2 separate regions of the Mus musculus genome follow, and region 2 is linked to region 1. The links are chromatin contacts, called in public Hi-C maps. All regions are on one chromosome and are shown on one strand. The core of a region is the stretch at or near the end of the contact, and the rest is flanking DNA. Distances in the headings are between cores, read along the strand shown. Region 1 has its middle 28 kb from the start of Gm35891. Region 2 has its middle 53 kb from the start of Gm35756.

Evidence for each region. A called contact is a pair of places that touch in the nucleus more often than the background predicts.
Region 2: a contact with region 1 is called in a Hi-C map of liver, with 2.2 times the contacts expected there. The contact joins two enhancer-like sites. A contact is called at or near these places in 3 of 484 Hi-C or Micro-C datasets (embryonic stem cells and liver) and 1 of 115 datasets of contacts at active chromatin or transcription factors (embryonic stem cells).

What each region holds. Positions count from the first base shown.
Region 1 is chr3:51,155,964-51,158,598 of GRCm38.p6, reverse strand. No RefSeq gene overlaps it. Among named protein-coding and RNA genes, the nearest start is that of Gm35891, 28 kb to the right of the region's middle. Within about 2 kb of position 1,333, at least 170 of the 459 cell types and tissues checked have an H3K27ac peak or open chromatin away from gene starts, as enhancers often do. A contact at or near this core is called in liver, where this site is marked.
Region 2 is chr3:50,988,874-50,991,508 of GRCm38.p6, reverse strand. No RefSeq gene overlaps it. Among named protein-coding and RNA genes, the nearest start is that of Gm35756, 53 kb to the left of the region's middle. Within about 2 kb of position 1,333, at least 8 of the 459 cell types and tissues checked have an H3K27ac peak or open chromatin away from gene starts, as enhancers often do. A contact at or near this core is called in liver, where this site is marked.

The DNA.
Region 1 (2,635 bases), core at 84-2,583:
CTTAAGACCCAACAGGTCAGAAGGAAAAAAACGGTAGGCAGTTAGATTGATTTCTCACCCTATGGGAAATGCATAAGGCTGGAACCAAGCCTTTTCTCCTCTTAGCAGCAAATAGTAGTTTGTAGCCAGGCAGTGGTGGCACCCGCCTTTAATCCCAGCACTTGAGAGCCAAAGGCTAGTAGATCTCTGAGTTAGAGGTAAGTTTGCTCTACAGAGACAGTTTCAGAACAGCTAGGGAGGGCTACAGATACAATTTGCAAAACTCATGAAGCTCAAGAAGATGGAAGACCAAAGTGTGGATACTTTGTTCCTTCTTAGAAGGGGGAACAAAATACCCATGGAAGGAGTTACAGAGACAAAGTTCGGAGCTGAGAGGGCAGGAAGGACCATACAGAGACTGCCCCACCCTGGAATCCACCCCATTATACAACTACCAAACCCAGATACTATTGCAGATGCCAACAAGATTTTGCTGACAGGACCCTGATATAGTTGTTTCCTGTGAGGCTATGCCAGTGCCTGGCAAATACTGAAGTGGATGCTCACAGTCATCTATTGGATGGAACACAGGGTCCCCAATGAGGAGCTAGAGAAAGTACCCAAGGAGCTGAAGGGCTTTGCAGCCCTATAAAAGGAACAACAATATGAACTAACCAGTACCCTCAGAGCTTGTGTCTCTAGCTGTATCTGTAGCAAAGGATGGCCTAGTTGGCCATCAATGGGAGGAGAGACCCTTGGTCTGGCAAGGATCATATGCCCCAGTATAGGGGAATGCCAGGGTCAGGAAGTGGGAGTGGGTGGCTTGGGGGAGCAGTGGGGAGTGGGAGGGGGGGAAGGAGGGTATAGGGGATTTTGGGAGAGGAAACTAGGAAAGGGGATTTCATCTGAAATGTAATGAAGAAAACATTTAATTAAAAAAGAAAGAGAGAAAGGAAGGAAGGAAGGAAGAAAGAAAGAAAGAAAGAAAGAAAGAAAGAAAGAAAGAAAGTGTCTCCTTGGCCAGCTGAAGGAGGAGAAAGGTTTCAGAAAATGCCAGGTAGAAGATGCCAGAGGAGCCTATCTGCCTGTGTGGGGGTCTCTCCCATGTTAACAGCACCTTCTAGAGTTCTGGGAAATGAGGCCGAGAGGCTCCAAGTGGTGACCTTGGGTGGGTGACAGTGCTCAGGCAGCTGCTGAGCTTGATTGAAGGAGCTGTTAGTTTCCAGTCGCCTCTTGGAGAGCATCCATCTTCATCCCCACCCCTGACTCCAAAAGGGCAAAGCCTGCTGAGAGCTCCGAGGCTCAGGACTCAGGTTGTTCGAGTCATTTGCTGCAATGTTGATCCTGTCCTCTCTGTGTACTTTGCCAGCTTGAAACGAAACAGCGCTGCTATGGAAACCGCAAACACCAGGCAATCCTGGCCCCTGCACTTGGCAGCCCAGCCAGGGAGAGATAATGGCTTCTGTTGTTATCTATTGGACGCTGATGCTCAGCCGGTTTTACCCTCAGGGCCCTGACTAGGGATGGGCTGACACTGTACCATAAGTGCTCTCTTGTCTGTTCCCTAGGCTCCTGATGCAGGCTAAGATAACCAGTGCAGCCAGGGTACCCTTCATTATCCCGGTGACAGCCCCGTGTTTTACACTTCCCTGCCGTCTGTGGTCCCTCATCTCAGGTTACTCTGAAGGCTTAAAACCATCCTCTGAACTGCTTGGCAGGCCTACATCCTGTTTTCCAGAACTAATGGACACAGTTTCGGATCACGTGCTTCATTTGTGGGTTGGGAAAGGCAGCAACGCCCCCTAGCGGAGCATTTTGTCGTGCTCAGAGCAGGTGGCTGGGCAACTTGGTCCTTGGAATGAATATGAATGACAGCCATCTGAAAACACATTTAGTGTGAAAAAGCAAAAGACTATTAAAACCTGTTTGTTGGCTGCAACATTTAATAAGAGGTCAGTTTGCTATATGCAACGTCAACAATGATGACGGGAGGAAGTAAAGTCGTAGGTTGGGTAGTCAGAGGCCTTTCACCTCCCCCTGAGCTGCCAGGTTAAATCAAACATGACCTAGCAGGCAGGAGGCGTGGGCAAACACAGCTGTGTTTAGAATGCGCTGATGTCTTGGTCTGTTTTTCCAATATTTGTGCTTTGGAAAGAGCTTTCTGCTTGAAATGAGCTTCTCCTGCGTTTGGAACTTCTACGCATGGGAGGAGAAAACCATGCCACCTCTGTTTCCCAGATATCTCAGGGTCTTTCTCGCCCTCCTGAAACAGGCTATTTTTCTCAGTAACGTCCATTTTCTGCGGTTTGAAACTGCTCTTTTCTGGAAGAGATAATCGTGGGGAAAAAAAAATCTTCTAACCCATTTGCTTGCAAATGGCAAGAAATGTTTGATATTCTTGAAGTTCTTGCCACATAAAGCAGGGTGATTTTCAAATTCTATTTGATCCTTCTGAAAGCTAGCTAGCCTTGTTCTCTGAAAAATTGTAGCACAGGCACAGAAAAATGCCTCTAATTTCTGCCTATTACTTCTTCTTCTTTTTCTTTTTTTGTCTTTTTCTGTAGGATGTTGCTCTCAAGGATATGTGGAAGAGAGACGTGAGTCAGGCCTTTGCCATTAATGGTTGTCCCTTGCCCCAGAGGGAAAGCCAGCAATG
Region 2 (2,635 bases), core at 84-2,583, 170 kb after region 1:
GTCCATAAACAGATAATTAGATGATAAAAAAGTGGTACATGGACACGGTGAGACTTTATTCAACCATAAAGAAAAATGATATGAAAATCTCAGGAAAGTGTATGGAACGGAAAAACAAAATTGTAAGTGGGGTGACAAACCCAGGCTCAGAAGGACAAATGCGGAGTGCTTCTCCTCATATGAGGATCTCAGCTTCTGACTTTTATACACGGATATCTGTGTTTCCGGAGCGAGCGTGTGCAAAGTTCATGATAATAGAAAGGAGATGGGGAGACTTGAAAATGTGGTCTTGAAGAAGAGCGTGGGAGGGTAAGAGAACATTACCCTTACGTGTTACGATAGGGAAAAGGGAACACCGGGGTGGGGGTAGGGGTGGGGGTGTGTGTGTGTGTGTGGCACATGCGCAGAACAGAGCACGTGCAGAACAGCACAGGGAGATGACAGGTTAGGAAGGGAGATCCCCGTAAACCAAGTGTGGCCAGAGACCGTTGCTTTGTTTACTTATTGAACAAAAAGTGACCCAGGGTGAGGAACCCCACAATTTCACAATGACTTTGCAAAACTCTCACAAAAAACGATTGGAAGATTGTGAAATCTTGACCAGGAAAGAGAGGAAAATCCCGAACTAGCCCTTCTTAAGCTTTCTCCAGGGGGCTCTCTTTCCTATACTCCAAGGCAGCCCGGTGCTTCCTTCACTGGAGAGGTCTGAACGTCTGGTATCCGGTCCCATTTTCTAGCGTTCCAGAGCCCAGTCCTTTCTCTCAGCCCAGTGTTTCCCATGCTCCCCTTGGTGGTGAACAACCCCCCCCCCCCCCCCCCCCCCCGGCTTGGCACAGTAGTGATGGGGCGCCCTCTGCCCTTAAATGCTAACAGAACATTACTTTAGTGTTAGGGCTCCCGGGATGCTTGGAATATGCTTTTGTAACAGTCAGCTACTAATGTTTCAGTGTCTTAGACACAGGAGGTTGCGGTGCTTCAAGTCCATGCTCTGCGTCCACATTGTAGGCTGGCTAAGGGACTCTCCCCTGTATCGTGTTCATTTTCCTTAGAATGGCACACCGTTTCATACGTTTTCTGTCATATGAGTTTTCACAGATTGTGGGAACAAGCTTTCCATCATAAAATATCTGAGATAGTCAGTGGAGAGGTGGCTCTTAGTTTTGGAGGGGTGGGGTCTGGGAATCACTAGCCCCATTGTTTGGACCACATTATGGTGGAGAATGTAGAACAGAGTAAAACCAGCCATGTACCCAACAGGGGCCAGGGCTTCAACACAGGAGCACTTGCGGGACATTCTCACCAAACTGCAGCTCAGGTGGATATTTTGCCAAATACTGTGTCTCGGGGCAATCAATATCACCAACATTGCAGGTTCTGAGAGTAATTTCCTGCCTGTCTCATGGTGTAACCTTCATTTTAGATTTCTAGTGTTACAGTAGACTTCCGCATGAGTTCCATTCCCAGGACCCATGTGAAAGAGGCATCTGTGGGAGTGGTGGCACTCGTGGTGCCAGTACTGGGGAAGAAGACACAGGGAGATCCTTGGGTCAGAGTAGCCTGGTAAGTTTCAGGCCAGAGAAAGACTGTCTCCAAATAGCAAGGTTGATCTCTGGCCTTACCTGTATACACAAATATACAAATACACAAATACACACACACACACACACACACACACACACACACACACACACACACACACACACACAGAGGGAGGGAGAGACAGACAAAGACACACAGAAAACAATTAAAAACAATTCTCCATGTCTTAATTGACAAAGGATTATTTCTTAGTGCTATTACAGTAGTTATTTTGGGTTAGGAGACCCAGGCTGATGGATGCCAAATACACACTTTTAGAGTTAGTTGCCAAGGCTAATGTCTCTGTTAACTGTTGTTAAATACAAACAAGTTTTTATCTTAGTAGTGATAAAAATCACTATTCATTTATTTGCTAATTTGCAACTTGGCTTGTGTTTGTTTGGGTGACGGTTATTCTGGCCACTTGAGTACATTGGTTGGTCTCTGTGTGTGTGTGTGTGGGGAGGGGCATTTGGTGCTCGCTGGTCTCACTCACGCGGCTGGGGATCCCTGGGAAAGCTGTGTCTCATTAAGGTGTTTCATCCTTAATGGAATCTGTCCTGGCCTTGAGTGCACCTCAGCTTTGTCCCAAGTAAGAATGAGAGGTCATATGCCAAGGCTTCTTGTGAGCTAGCTCAGATAGCAGGGAAGAAACAAGTTCCAGCGTTTGATGTCAGAAGACTCAGAGAATTTATAGCTATTTTTTAAAGTCCACCATAGAAGGAAAATGAGACTGCAGCATATCACTCACCTGTTCTTAAATCTGTCTGGACATACCAATTGTTCCATTTTCTCACATCCCATAAGCTCCTGCAAGTCATATATGACCATTCTAATCTCAAGGGAGGGTGCAAAGTGGACTCACCTTTGTTTAGCAAGTAGAAAGCTGAAAATATTTGGACATTAGGAATAATGATGTTAATACGTTTTTCTTTTTCTTTTTTTTTCTCTCTCTCTCCTTCCTTCCTTCCTTCCTTCCTTCCTTCCTTCCTTCCTTCCTTCTTTCTTTCTTTCTTTCTTTCTTTCTTTCTTTTTCTTTTTTTTTTCTTTGAGGCAG